Linked DNA regions of Muntiacus reevesi: region 2 is linked to region 1. Evidence: chromatin contacts called from public Hi-C data. All regions are on one chromosome and are shown on one strand. Each heading gives the region's core, a stretch centred on a gene start, on an enhancer-like site or on the middle of the called end of the contact. The rest is flanking DNA. Distances are from core to core; before and after follow the strand shown. Region 1 holds the start of XPA (XPA, DNA damage recognition and repair factor). Region 2 holds the start of TBC1D2 (TBC1 domain family member 2).

Region 1 (6,901 bases), core at 4,382-6,881:
AAAGCAATACAACATAGGTCTACAGGATCAGGCTAATTTCTGTGTCCCCGTGTACTCATCCCAGACAGTTGCCGGACTTGGTGAGCTCCTTACCATGGGTGTTCTCCTATTGTACATTTCTGCTAGTGATGTTCAAAGTGGCTACCTTAAGAGGTAAAGCCCAGCAACCAGGGGTAAAAATGGAAGTAAAAAAAGAAAGCCACGCACATGGACTGTTTACTAGGTGATGAAGACAAGTATGTTCACAGCCTGTCCTCTCGGGTGTGAGTAACCCCAGTGATGCTCTCAGAGAGGAGGTCGATCAGGAAATGCTGCCGAGCTTTTCATCCCCCCTCCTGGCTTCCATTCGTACCTGCCTGCTCCTTTTCAAGCTCCGCTGGGGCTTTCAGTTCTTCCTTTGCTTTGCTCGTTACTCCTCTCTCAGCCAGGAGCACGGTTGGTCTGGGAGGTGAGAGGCGCAAGGCAAGAAAATAGGTGTAGTCATAGATTTTTCCTGACACTGAATGGGGTGAGGCAGGAACATGTTTACCGCTCTCTCCTCCTCGCCTGTTTTCCTTTTGTGCCCCCACCAAGATGACTCACGCCGCTGTGCTCTGGGCAAGCCCTGCGGCCTTTGTCACTGCATGGGATGTGCAGATTGGGGCCTGTTCTCCTCTTTTCTCTCAAGGAGGAGCCTTGGTTTAGCCTGGTTGAGGCTTCAGCTAACAATTCAGACCCAGTTACACGAAACTTGCTAATGAAGGTCAGGAAGCCCAAGGGGAGGGAGTTACCGGTAAAGGGAAAACCCAGAAGCTCATCAAGAGTTAACAAAATACCAGGACCGGAGCAGCATGTCCTATGGTCCATGTCCTTCAGCATTCAAGCTTGGAGTGCTTTCTTGGGGAGGAAGTTCTAGGGGCTAATTATTCTCAAAAGGTTACCTTGGGAGAGAACAGTTATCTTGCCTCTCTAAGGGAAAAGAAACAAATATTGAGGTCTCAAAGGCTCTGTGTTTTGTTCAGTCGCTCAGCTGTGTCTGACTCTTTGCGTCCCCATGGACTGCACCACGCCAGGCTTCCCTGTCCTTTACCATCTCCCGGAGTTTGCTCAAACTCACGTCCACCGAGGCTCTTAGAGCTGCGCAGAGTCTAGGGGGGTCATTTAGGGTGCTCAGAGTGTGCTGCCCATTAGAATCATAGGGATGGGGGAGAGGGTGCTTTATAAAATCCTAATACCCAGATCTCACCCCTGATCACTGACATCAGACTCTGTGTTTTTTAAATTCCTCGGGTGCTTCCAGGGTGCAGCCAAGTTTGGGAACCTGTGGACCTGACCCTTACTATTAGACCTGTGGTTGGTGGAGCTGCAACTCCATTAGGGAGCTCATTAGAAATGCATAGCTCGAGGCCCACCAAGGACCTGCTGAATCAGAATCGGCATTTTAAGTGGATCACCAGGTGACTTGTATGTGCTTTACAATTTGAGAAGCAGTTACTCTTCTTCGAACATTGGGCAGTTGGCAACAAGGGGCCCAAACTCTGTCTACTCACTGGAGCTAGGCAGTAGCTTTTCCCTTAGAGGGGCCCTCACACTCCACTTTACCAGAGTGCGACACCTGGATGGATTCATTAACTTCCATTACCTGCCTGGGCCCAGTCAGAATTTGAATTTTTAAAAAACTTATTATAAAATTTACCATTAGTAGCATGTAGTACATTCACAATGTTGTGAAACTGCCGCAATAGAACATTTCATTACCCCCAAAGGAAACCCCACACTAATTAAGCAGTCACTCCTCATCTCTTTCTCCCCTCAGTCCCTGCCAACCACTCATATGCCTTTTATGTTACTATGGGTTTGCTTATTCCAAATGTTTCATATAAAAGAAATGCATAATATTTTCAAGGTTCATTCATGTTGTAGCATGTGTCAGTACTTCCTTTCTATGGCTGAGTTATTTTCCTTGTATGGATATGCCACATTTTATTTATGTTTATCATTTGATGGACATTTGGGTAGTTTCACTCTTTTGGTTATTGTGAACAGTGCTGCTATGAGCATTTGTGTGCAAGTTTTTGTGTGAACACCTGTTTTCAGTCTCTGAGGACTTCAGTTCTTTTTACCCAGAAGTGAAATTGCTGACTTCTGTGCTGACTTATTGCTGACCATGTTTAGCTTTTTGAAGGAGAGCCAAACCATTTGCCATCAGCAACATTGTTTTACATTCCGGCTAGGAGGATGCCAGTTTTCCCACATCTTTGCTAACACTTGCTATTTTGTTTTCTTTTTTCTCTTAATTCTAGTCATGTAGTTGGTGTGAAATGGTCTCTCACCTCACTTTGATCTGATGCTTTTCCGTTTCCATTTCACTAATGATGAATATCTTTTCATTGTGCTTGTTTGGCCATTTGTAGAAATATATCTATTTAAGTCCTTTGCTCATTTACAAACCATTGTCTTTTTGTTACTTAGTTGTAAGAATTCCCTTTTTAGATACAGGTATGTCTCTTGCTTTTCAAGTTTGCTTTATGTCATTTTGCACTTATGAAAGACCTTCACTAGTAACCATTTTTGCATTAAAAAAATTAATTTGTATTTGAGTATAATTGCTTTACATTGTTAGTTTCTGCAAAGTGAATCAGCTATACATATACAGACATCCCATCTTTTTTGGAGTTCCTTCCCATTTAGGTCCCAGCAGGCATTGAGTAGAGTTCCCTGTACTTATCATAAGTTCTCTGTTTTATACACCGCAGTCTGTATTTGTCAAAAGCAATCTCCCAATTCATCCCTCCCGTTCCCCCCTTGGTATCCACACCTTTGTCCTCTACATGCGTCACATTTGTTTGGCAACGAGCCGTGACAGAGGCGGCTCACTCTGAGAGAGTGACACCAAGAACCTCCTTCCCCTGGATCTACCCTCAGCACCTTGGCCTCCAGTCACCATAGCTGTGAACTGTCTCTGAGCATCTGTGCTTTATCTTCACTTATTTTGTGCATACACATTCATTAGCAAGATGTGTTCTAAGCTAATTGCTTCTTTGCTTTGTGGCATTTTGGTTTACAAAAGATTTCTTAGCAATGGTCTACTTTTGGATAGGGGACATGGGAACCTGTATATGATTTCCAAATATCTTCTCCCATTCTGTGAGTTGTCTTTTCACTTTCTTGAGGGTGTCCTCTGATGAACAAAAATTCTTAATTTTGATGAAGTTAAATTTAACTGATTTTTCTTTTGCTGCTCATGCTTTTGGTGTCAAATAGAATTTGAGATTTTATCACCTGGACAAGATCCATGGATAGGGAGCAATCTGAGGAGAAAGGCAGTAGTGATGGCTTGAGGTTTCTGTCTCCAGTTCAACCAGAAAATCTCAGCATTTGTATGCTTTATATAAGGTCTTTCAGTTCGAATATATGTATAACTGATAGAACCACTAACTTAATGTTTCTCAAACTTTAATCATTAACTATTGAGGGAAACTGCAGTGTGCCAGCTTGCTCTAAAACCTAGTTCCAAATGGTATATGTAGTAATTAGAACTTAATGTTTGCTGGCTTTAGTTAAGTTTTATTTGTAATAAAGAAAAAGCATACATTTTAAGAAAATCATGCAATGTTTCATTTGTTAAATTTGCCACACATTTGGGAAGTTAGGATTTGGCTCAAATTCCAAACCCACTCCCTACTTGGTGGCGACTCATCCACACTGAAGAAATATTCTAGGAAAAGATAGCCGAGCTCTTGCTTACCAGCCTTGGGTACCTGGTGCTACATCTGTATGATGTCACACAGCAAGTGAAAACCTGGGTGTTCTTTGCTGTTTAAACCAAAATCTAAAAAGATCCTGTCCCCCTAGGCCAGGCATTCAGTATATTCAGACCAATCATCTATTGATCTCTCTTGAATTGGCACTACTGTAACTACTAGCTGCCATCATTTTTGGAATCTTTCTGTGTGCCAGGCATTGTGCTAAAAGGCTGCATCTAATCCTCCTAACAACCATGGAAGTGGTTCCATAATTATCCTCATTTTACTACTGGAGAAACTGAATTCAGGTTAATTCATGACTTTCTGAAGTCATGCAGATGGCAAGTGTCAGGGATAGGGTTTAACCCAAGTCTGACTCCAGTTCCAAAGAAAGGCAATGCCAAAGAATGTTCGAACTACGGCAAAATTGCACTCATCTCACATGCTAGCAAAATAATGCTCAAAATTCTCCAAGCCTGTGAACCGAGAACTTCCAAATGTTCAAACTGGATTTAGAAAAGGCAGAGGAAGCAGAGATCAAATTGCCAACATCCATTGGATCATAGGAAAAGCAAGAGAGTTCCAGAAAAACACCTACTTCTATTTTATTGACTATGCTAAAGTCTTTGTGTGGATCACAACAAACTGTGGAACATTCTTTAAGAGATGGGAACACCAGACCACCTGACCTGCCTCCTGAGAAATCTATATGCAGGTCAAGAAGCCATAGTTAGAACCGGACATGGAACAATCAACTGGTTCCAAATTGGGAAAGGAGTAGGTCAAGGCTGTATACTGTCACCCTGCTTATATAACTTATATGCAGATTGCATCATGCAAAATGCTGGGCTTGATGAAGCACAGGCTGGAATCAAGATTGCAGGGATTAATATCAATAACCTCCGATACACAGATGATACCACCCTTATGGCAGAAAGTGAAAAGGAACTAAAGAACCTCTTGATGAAAGTGAAAGAGGAGAGTGAGAAAGCTTGCTTAAAACTCAACATTCAGAAAACTAAGATCATGGCACCTGGTCCCATCACGTCATGGCAAATAGATGGGGAAGCAATGGAAACAGTGAGAGACTTTATTTTCTTGGGCTCCAAAATCACTGCAAATGGCGACTGCAGCCATGAAATCAAAAGACTCTTGCTGCTTGGAAAAAAAGCTATGACCAACCTAGCATATTAAAAAGCAGAGACATTATTTTGCCAACAAAGTCTGTCTAGTCAAAGCTAAGGTTTTTCCAGTAGTTATGTATGGATATGAGAGTTGGACTATAAAGAAGGCTGAGTGCTGAAGAATTGATGCTTTTGACCTGTGGTGTTGGAGAAGGCTCCTGAGAGTCCCTTGGACTGCAAGGAGATCAAAGAAGTCGATCCTGAAGGAAAAATTGGTCCTGAATATCATTGGAAGGACTGATGTTGAAGCGGAAACTCCAAAGTTTGGCGACCTGATGCGAAGAACCGACTCATCGGAAAAAGCCCTGATGCTGGGAAATTTTGAAGGCAGGAGAAGGGAACGACAGAGGATGAGATGGCTGGATGGCATCACCGACCCGATGGATGTGAGTGTGAGCAAGCTCCGGGAGTTGGTGATGGACAGGGAGGCCTGGGGTGCTGCAGTCCATGGGGTCACAGAGAGCCGGACACGACTGAGCGACTGGACTGAGTCCAAAGCCCATACTCTGAACTACCAAGCGAAACTGTTGTTTCAGGGATGACCAGATGCTGATCGCTGATCTCCGCGCTGGCTCTCGCGCTGGCTCAGGAACCGGCAGGAAGCCTCGGCGCCGACGCGTGCGCAGACCTCACGCTCCGCCTCTCCTCCCCCACTTCCTTCTGGGACTGCGCAGGCGCGCCCTCTAGGGGGCGGTGCCGGCGACTCCCGCGGGGCCACCAGCGCGCGTGCGCGGAGCTAGAGCCGCCGACCGCGGGCAGGTTGGAGATGGCCGCCGCCGGGGCGGCTTCGTCGGGGCCGGCGGCTTCAGAACCGCCAGCGGAGCTGTCCGCCTCAGTGCGGGCGAGCATCGAGCGGAAGCGGCAGCGGGCGCTGATGCTGCGCCAGGCCCGGCTGGCGGCCCGGCCGTACCCGGCGCCGGCCGCTGCGGCCGCTGGAGGTAGCCGGGCCTTGGCGGCGCCTGCCTCTCCTCTGCTGGGGGCCGGGCCGCGTCCTGGACGGGGCGCCCCGCTCTCGCGTCTGCGCGCAGACGCGTGCCAGCCCCGGGGCGGGGCGGGCGGAGGGGGCAGGGAGTGCGCCCGTCGGGGACTGGCACTGCGGGCCGTCCGGGCCACAGGGCGACCCCGACTCCCAGCGCTGGCCTTTCCTCCCTGCCTTGGGCGGCCCAGCCGCCGCCCTTAGTCTGGGGATGCAGCCTCCCTCGCCGTCTGGAGGTGCCAGCCAGGGTCTCAGCTCCCCCTCGCTGCTCTCTTCCTGCAGTGTCCGCGGGCCCCAGGGGTGGTCTTTGTGTAAAGCTTAGACCTTACAGCTCCTGTGAGTAGGAGCCCTGCGCCAGCTCATGCATCCGTGTAACACGGGCTGGTACGCAGTGCTTGCTACGCGCTGGGAGCAGACAGGCCCTAGCTCCTGCCTTCCTGGGGGTAGCAGAGTGCACCTTTGCGCTTCACGTTTTTCAGATTGGCTCATGTGATTCAAACAGCTAACCTTGAGTTCTTTAGGGCAGGGCTTGGTATCCGTGTTATACTGAGATGATAACTGAGGATCAGGAAAGGAAAGGGGGTTTGCTCAGGTTCATCCCAGTAAGTGCAAAGGCTAATCAGGACTAGAGCTCAGGTCGTCTGACGCTGGATTCAGGGCCCTTCCTTGCTCACTAGTTGCCTCTGCTATACTAGGCATTTCTCTCACTCTTAGGATGAAGGGCTGTTATTCTTGCTTGGATTTCATCTTTCCCTTTTCTTAGAGCAGCACTTGGCTACCTGTCTCTTTGCCTATCATGTAATTCTCCAGTGGGGGTCAACCAGTCATTTTCCCCAGAGAAGTACAGTTTGGGTGACATGTGGTTCTTCAGGATTGCCTCTATAATGTGAAGCACCTGTTTTCCTAAACCTGTGTCCAAACCTACCTGAGCAGTTGAGCTCAGTCAGAACTGTGTGATCTGCTACCCCTTCTCATCAGCCAGAAGAAAGGAAGAGTGAAAAGAGCTGGCTGCATGT
Region 2 (6,764 bases), core at 3,556-6,055, 430 kb before region 1:
CCTTGCAGTCCAAGAGACCCTCAAGAATCTTCTCCAACGCCACAGTTCAAAAGCATCAATTCTTTGCCACTCAGCTTTCTTTATAGTCCAAGTCTAACATCCATTCGTGACTACTGGAAAAACCATAGCTTTGACTAGATGGACCTTTGTTGGCAAAGTAATGCCTCTACTTTTTAATATGCCGTCTAGGTTGGTCATAACTTTCCTGCCAAGGAGTAAGCGTCTTTTAATTTCACGGGTGTAGTCACCATCTACAGTGATTTTGGAGCGCAAAAAGATAAAGTCTGTCACTGTTCCCATTGTTTCCCCATCTGTTTGCCATGAAGTGACGGGACCGGATGCCATGATCTTAGTTTTCTGAATGCTGAGCTTGAAGCCAGCTTTCTCAGAGCGCCCGGGAACGCCCAACACACCCAAGAACAGCACACCACGACGGCCACACGGTGTCGCTCTCTGACCACCTCCCGCTGCGCAGCTGACACTCTTCTTCAAGGGGAAGGATGTTACTAAATTTTGAAGGGGAAGAAGAGGAAGGATGTTACTATATTTTGATGCAATAACCAGAAGTGCATCCACTAGAACACACAGCAATTAATGCATCCAGATTAACAGAAGTTTCCTCTAATATCCCTAAACCTAAAACTTAAATCTGTTTTTACCGTTTTCATCTTCTTTTCCCCTGGAGCAACCCAGAGCATGTTTTTCTGTTTTTTTGCAGCTGGAGGGATCAAAGTTCCTTGACTGGGGATGGAAGTCGTGCCCACTGCAGTGGAAGCACAGAGGCCCACCATGGAATTCCCACCATGAGCATGTTAACATTACAGCAGATTAGGGATACCAACCCCCAAATTTGCCATAATTACTTCTTAGTCTTCACAAACACTCGATGGGATGCCCTGAGGAGGAATTGTTTTCCTTATTTTACTGATGAGGAAACCAAAACCCAGAGAGGTTATAATGGGTCAATGAAAATTCCAGTGACCAGCTTTCCCAACACACACCACCCCAGCTGGGGCCTGTACACTCTTCCTCTCCTCCATCCTCGGCGTGGAAGTGGTTGGGAGTAGGGTTCCACTGTTCAACTTTTTAGAAATTAACATAAAATATTTTATACTAAACTGATATGAATTTGCATCTATTTATGTTTATAAAATAAAGTTTCAGAGGGTTTGCATGGCTGCTCTAATTCATTATGAACTGTGCCTGTGATGGGTTTCCAAGGAAGCTCTCTGTTGTTCAGGGAATGTATTAGTTTGCTAGGGTTGCCCTAAAGAAACACTGGGCTTTAAACAACAGAAATTAATTTTCTCACAACTGTGAAGGCTAGAAATCCAACATCAAGGTGTTGACAGGGCTGGTTTCTTTTGAGGTCACTCTTCTTGGTTGGTAGATGGCTGTCTTCCCCAGATCTTAGTAAGCGTGCATGTGTGGGTGTGTATGTGTGTGCCAATCTTTTCTTATAAAGACATGAGTCAAACTGGAGTAGGGTCCACCTTACTGACTTCATTTTACCTTAATTACCTCTTCAAAGGCCTTATCTCCAAATACTGTCACATTCTGAGATACTGGGGTTGGAACTTCAACACACGAATTTAAGGGTGACAATTCAACCTATAACAGGATGAAAAAGTTGAGAAACGTGCAATACCCCTTCCAACTCTATCCACAAGAATGGCAGTGTTCTAGTCTATGTCCCAAGATCACACAATAATCGATGGCGCTAGAATTCAAATACTGGAGGTCCATATGACACCAGTGACTAAGCATTCAAGCTGAATATTGATAAGCACAGCTTTTATTGTCTTTACCTTCCTCCACCAAATAGTTCATAATGGCAGCTATTTTCCTTTTTACCCAATAGCTATTTAGAAAATTTGTTTTTACTTCTAAGAGATAGAGTGTTTGGTTAACTTTTTTTGTTATTATTTTCAAATTTTCATGACAAGGTACTTGCTGGCACAAAATCTTTCTAGATAACAAAAATGTCTTTTTGACATGGAGCATAACATAAAAAATCCCTATTTAACTGATTCAACCTTATCATTGCCTTCTGATCTCTGTATCTTTGTTTTTTGTGGCTGTTTTCCAGCAAATCTCACAAACGCTAAAAGTGGTGTGCTACAATCTCCAATTGTAATTGTAGTATTTCCAAGTTTTAAATGGTATGAATTCTACTATATAATCTACCATCCTGTCTGTGGTTCACTGCCTTTTGCCTCAAGGTCTTCTTTACTGAGTTTTAATTACAGTTAACATTTACTGTGTCCCACCCTCTGTGCTTGCAGCTTCACACAAATTACTTTAAAAGCAAAGTAACTCTCGCAATATTGATCATGGGATCCAGATTTATGGAAACTGGAATTTATACAGTATTGAAGAATAATACACAGGACTTCCCTGGTGGTTCATGCTGCCAATGCAGTGGGGGGCCTGAGTTCCATCCCTAGTCAGGGAACTACATCCCACATGCCACAACCAAAAATTCTGCTTGCCGCAACTCAAGATCCCGCATGTCGCAATTAAGACCCGGCACAGCCAAATAAATAAGCAAATATTTTTTTAAAAACAAGAAAAGAAAATGAGCCTATCAAATCTGCACAACTTGAGGGGAAAAAAAAAACATTAACACAAAGCTAGATACAAAGATGGATGCTTTTTCAGAATAAAAAAATAAATATAACAAATTGAGTAGTCCCTGAAGGTGAGCTTAAGTTTCATTAACTTTACCTAAATCTGTCTCCCATGTTTACAGATGAGAAGTCTGAGACCTTGCATGAGCAAATCGCTCAAGACTGCCAAGCTGGAAAGGGACCACAGAACCCTCACCTTCATCCACTGCCTCTCGTCACCACCACTGAGAGTGCACCAGTGTCTGATACTGACTGATGATGATTTCAAATCCATCTTTGGAAAACTAGCTGTTGGGGACAAAGTTGTCTGTGGTTTGAATTTGCTTTGAAAAAACTGTTTTGAAGTAGGATATTAGGACTTTCTTACCGAACTTTCACACCCAGAGTGGAGAGGACCATTACATCATTATACTAAAGACAGCAGTGTCCATCAGATGATGGACTGTTAGAGGATAAAAACCAAGAGGTCTGATGAGCAAGTCTAGGGTGTTCCGTCTGGGCAAGGCTACTCTTTGCTGATTCAAATATTTCGGTGAAGCTCTGCAGACACTTGCTCCGGCCCCAGTCAGGCTACTCCTGGTCAACAGCAGCATTAAACTGTGCAGCAGTCTCAGAAAAGAAGGGAGACCTGGTCCTAACCTGGCAGTGCCAGTCCTTGTAGGCAGTGGCACAAGCCGTGTAAGGGTCCCTGGAGGAATAACCTCTGGAGCAACCTCTACCAACATCGGTAATGGGACCCAACTTGAAGGAAGGACTGGCTATACCAGGAACCAACTGGTAGAAAGGTACACCTGAACTAAAGTTGGATTTTATTGCTTTCATTTCCCCCCTTTGGCTGGAACAACAGTATAATTAACATAACACTGATTTTGTAATTGAAAATTCGGTCCTCCTTCCCAATGCAGACTGAGGATAATGAGAAGGTTCTGAGGATAAAGGAAGGCGAAATTTATTGATTTGCCAGCAAATGAGCACAGTAGCAGACTAACTTCGTGACAATTACCAGCCTGCCTTCTGGGGAGAAACCAGGAGTATTTAAGGAAAGTCTTAAGACTGGGGTTGAGGGACAACAAAACTAGCAAGAAGGCCCGCCAGCATTAATCAGTAACAAAGAATGCAAATTTAGTTCCCAGCCATGCAAGGGGAAGACAGGAAAAACAGTTTTAGAAATCATCTATCAAAACAGTTTTAACCTTGTGGCCCTCTTACGGTTCGGAGGATGTTACGTCTTCATTAGCTTATTAAGAGACATTATCCCGTATACTAGTGACTTGGGAAATACTGTTATTATAAATTATAATTTCTGCAGTAAACATATGTAAAAAAAAAAAAAAATTACTGTACTGGCAAAGAATCTCAGTCTCTGGGCATAATTTACCCGGAAAAATGAGAATTCTGTGAAGGGCTGCAGAGAAAGAGCAGCTAGAGGGAGGGGAGCTGAGAAAGGGCCAGGGCACCAGGAAGCCGCGGAAGAGGTGGACAGACGAGGAGGGACGCACCTAGGACCGGAGGGAGGCGGCAAAACTCAAGGTTAAGTGGTAGGAGGGGACATGAGGTTGAGCGAGTCAGTCAGGGCCTAGGTACACATCTGTCTGTGTGCAATTTGCGGAGTCCGACCCCCGTCAGGGCAGCAGCCGGACCAGGCGCCCCACGTAACGCCGGCAGCCAGAGAAGGAGGCTGGGCCGGAGGGCGGAGAGGCCGCCGCGGTCAGGGGTGGTCCGCGAATAAACTGCCGCGGGTAACGAGACCCTGGCAGAGCCCACGAGCCCCACGCGCCGTGAGCGGGGCCGGAAGTGGCGACACTGAGAAGGCCGTCCCTCTCAGCCAATGGCCGCGCGGTCCGCCGTCCGACGCTGACCGGAGCGGCACCTGAGGAGAAAAGGCGGGAGGCCCCCGAGGCGCGAGAAAGGCCCACCCTTCCACGTCATGACGCGAGTTACCACAGCAGTGTCCTCGAGGACCGGCGTCTCTTTCCGTTTCCCTGCCGCGGGTGAACTAATCCGGGGACACCACGCCTCCAACCTGTGGACCGCCTCACGCCGGAAGCTGCCCCCAGTAAAGATGGCGGACAGGCAGCGAGGAAAAGCCTGAAGTAGGCGGGACGGGAGCGGCCGGAAGGGGCGCGTCGGGGCGTGTCCTGGCGGGCGAGGCCCGCATGGGCGTGGCCACCCGCCCCTACTGGGCTTTGGATCTGCGAGGCTCACAGATGCCGCCAACCGAGTCCCTCCGCCGTCTCCCGGAGGCGGGTCACCGCTGGCCGCGCCCCCGTCGGATCACTCCCTCTTGGAAGGTTACCACCTGAGTTTTGAAGATTTGACTGGGGTTGGGCCACTCACCTCCGGTCCCTCAGAGATGGAGGGCGCGCAGGAGAGCCCCGCGGAGTCTGGATCCTCCGTCCCGTGGTCCGAAGAGCCTGCCGGCTCGGCCAGGGTCCCCGAGGTGTCGCCTTCGGAGGAGTCGGAGGGCTGCACCCGGTCCCTGGAGGCGGCCCCCAAAAAACTCTGTGGATATTTAAGTAAGTTTGGTGGCAAGGGGCCCATCCGGGGCTGGAAGTCCCGCTGGTTCTTCTTCGACGAGAGGAAATGTCACCTGTATTACTCGCGGACCGCGCAGGATGCGAATCCGTTGGACAGCATCGACCTCTCCAGTGCGGTCTTTGACTGCAAGGCGGACGCCGAGGAGGGCACTTTTGAAATCAAGACTCCCAGCCGGATAATTACCTTGAAGGTAAATGGAGCACTTCTTTCGCCCTTTTGGCCGGGATGGGATCCCAGGGCACCGCCAGGCACAGGTGGGTGGTCACAATAAACGTGCCGTAATCACCGACCCCGATCACCTCAGTGAGCCCCGAGTGCCCAGGGCTTTGTGGTTTTCAAAGCGCAGTCACACCTATCTCCTCATTAGGTTCCTGCAGTAAAGGCCGGGATGATGGACGTATATTACGGATCAAAAAACTGAGTCATAAAGGGGTAAAGGGCCTGGTGTGAGTCACACCACTGGAAACTAGTGTAGCCCACACTTGGAATCTCATAGCTTTGCATACCCTATCAAAACTTTAAGGGTACAGTCCTTTGGGTTGCAAGAGTCAGACAAGACTTACCAGCTTAACAACAAAAAACTAGGCAGTCACCATAACTTTCTTACTTAGGGCTGAAGTATAGTCAAGGTATGAGTTTTGCAATCAACTTTCAAGGCCTGGATTCTGAATTACTTTTCCCGATGTTGTAGCCAGGGGGAGTGAATGCTGAGAAAACGTTGGCAGAGATTGGGAGACAAATACTTAGGTTTCACTGATCAACCTACGTTGTTCATTGAAGCATATCCAAACCTGTTTTCTCATCAGTAAGTTCTGTTTTATTATCATATTTAACTGGAAAAGCCTGAAGCATTGCAAAGGCCACGTGCTTTGAAATCAGACAGGCTTGGATTCAAAGTCTGCATCATCTACTCACTGTGTGACTCAAGGCAAGTTAACCTCTCAGTACCTAGATAGTTTGTGAGACTAAAACAAGTTATGTAAGCACCTGGCACATGACAGGCAGCTGAATTAATCTCAGCCTAGACTCCTGCTGGCGCGTAGTGGGTGCTTGATACGTATTTTCTGAATAACCAAACATAGTGACAGAACCAAGGTCAGAAAGTACTTGTCGAGTGAAAGTGCCTAGAACTTAGCTGGAGAGAAAGACTGGTGTGGGCTCGGAGCTCTGGAATCTACACTCGGAGAGCAGTGTGCCCGGAGACTGCGTCCCTCCCCCCCCACCCTGTCTTCCTGCGCCTCCACCCCCCTTCCCGCCCGTGGGGACTCTGCTGAGCCCCTTGGATAGAGCTCAGAGCTTTCAGTTGCACTTTAATGTCCAGGCCAATCTTGTGAGCAGGCTGCAGTGGGGGGGGGGGGGGGGGGGGGGTAGTCTGTCAGGAGAGAAGGGTGGCTGAGCTGTGGCACTGGGGAAGGAGACACATGCAGGTGGCTGTGGATATGGAGAGGAGGCCCAGTCACTGACGGGAGGGAACCCCAGAGGAGGGAACAGCAGGACATACAGTCATGTGTGCCCTTGGTAGATTCCTAAGTTTCCAGAGGACAGGGGCCGTGTGGGCTCACCGTGTCTCCATTGCCTCCCACAGTCCCTGACACA

The links. A called contact is a pair of places that touch in the nucleus more often than the background predicts.
Region 2: a contact with region 1 is called in a Hi-C map of muscle, with 6 times the contacts expected there. The contact joins the promoter of TBC1D2 here to the promoter of XPA in region 1. A contact is called at or near these places in 2 of 3 Hi-C or Micro-C datasets (blood and muscle).

What each region holds. Positions count from the first base shown.
Region 1 is chr17:58,686,459-58,693,359 of mMunRee1.1, reverse strand. XPA (XPA, DNA damage recognition and repair factor) reads left to right here and starts at 5,631. Exons shown (of 6, transcript XM_065908090.1): 1 at 5,631-5,847. The coding sequence starts at 5,676.
Region 2 is chr17:59,119,566-59,126,329 of mMunRee1.1, reverse strand. It overlaps TBC1D2 (TBC1 domain family member 2), which reads left to right and starts at 4,805. Exons shown (of 11, transcript XM_065908012.1): 1 at 4,805-5,358. The coding sequence starts at 4,984. LOC136148458 (a long non-coding RNA gene) reads right to left here and starts at 5,078. Exons shown (of 7, transcript XR_010659501.1): 1 at 4,968-5,078; 2 at 414-506.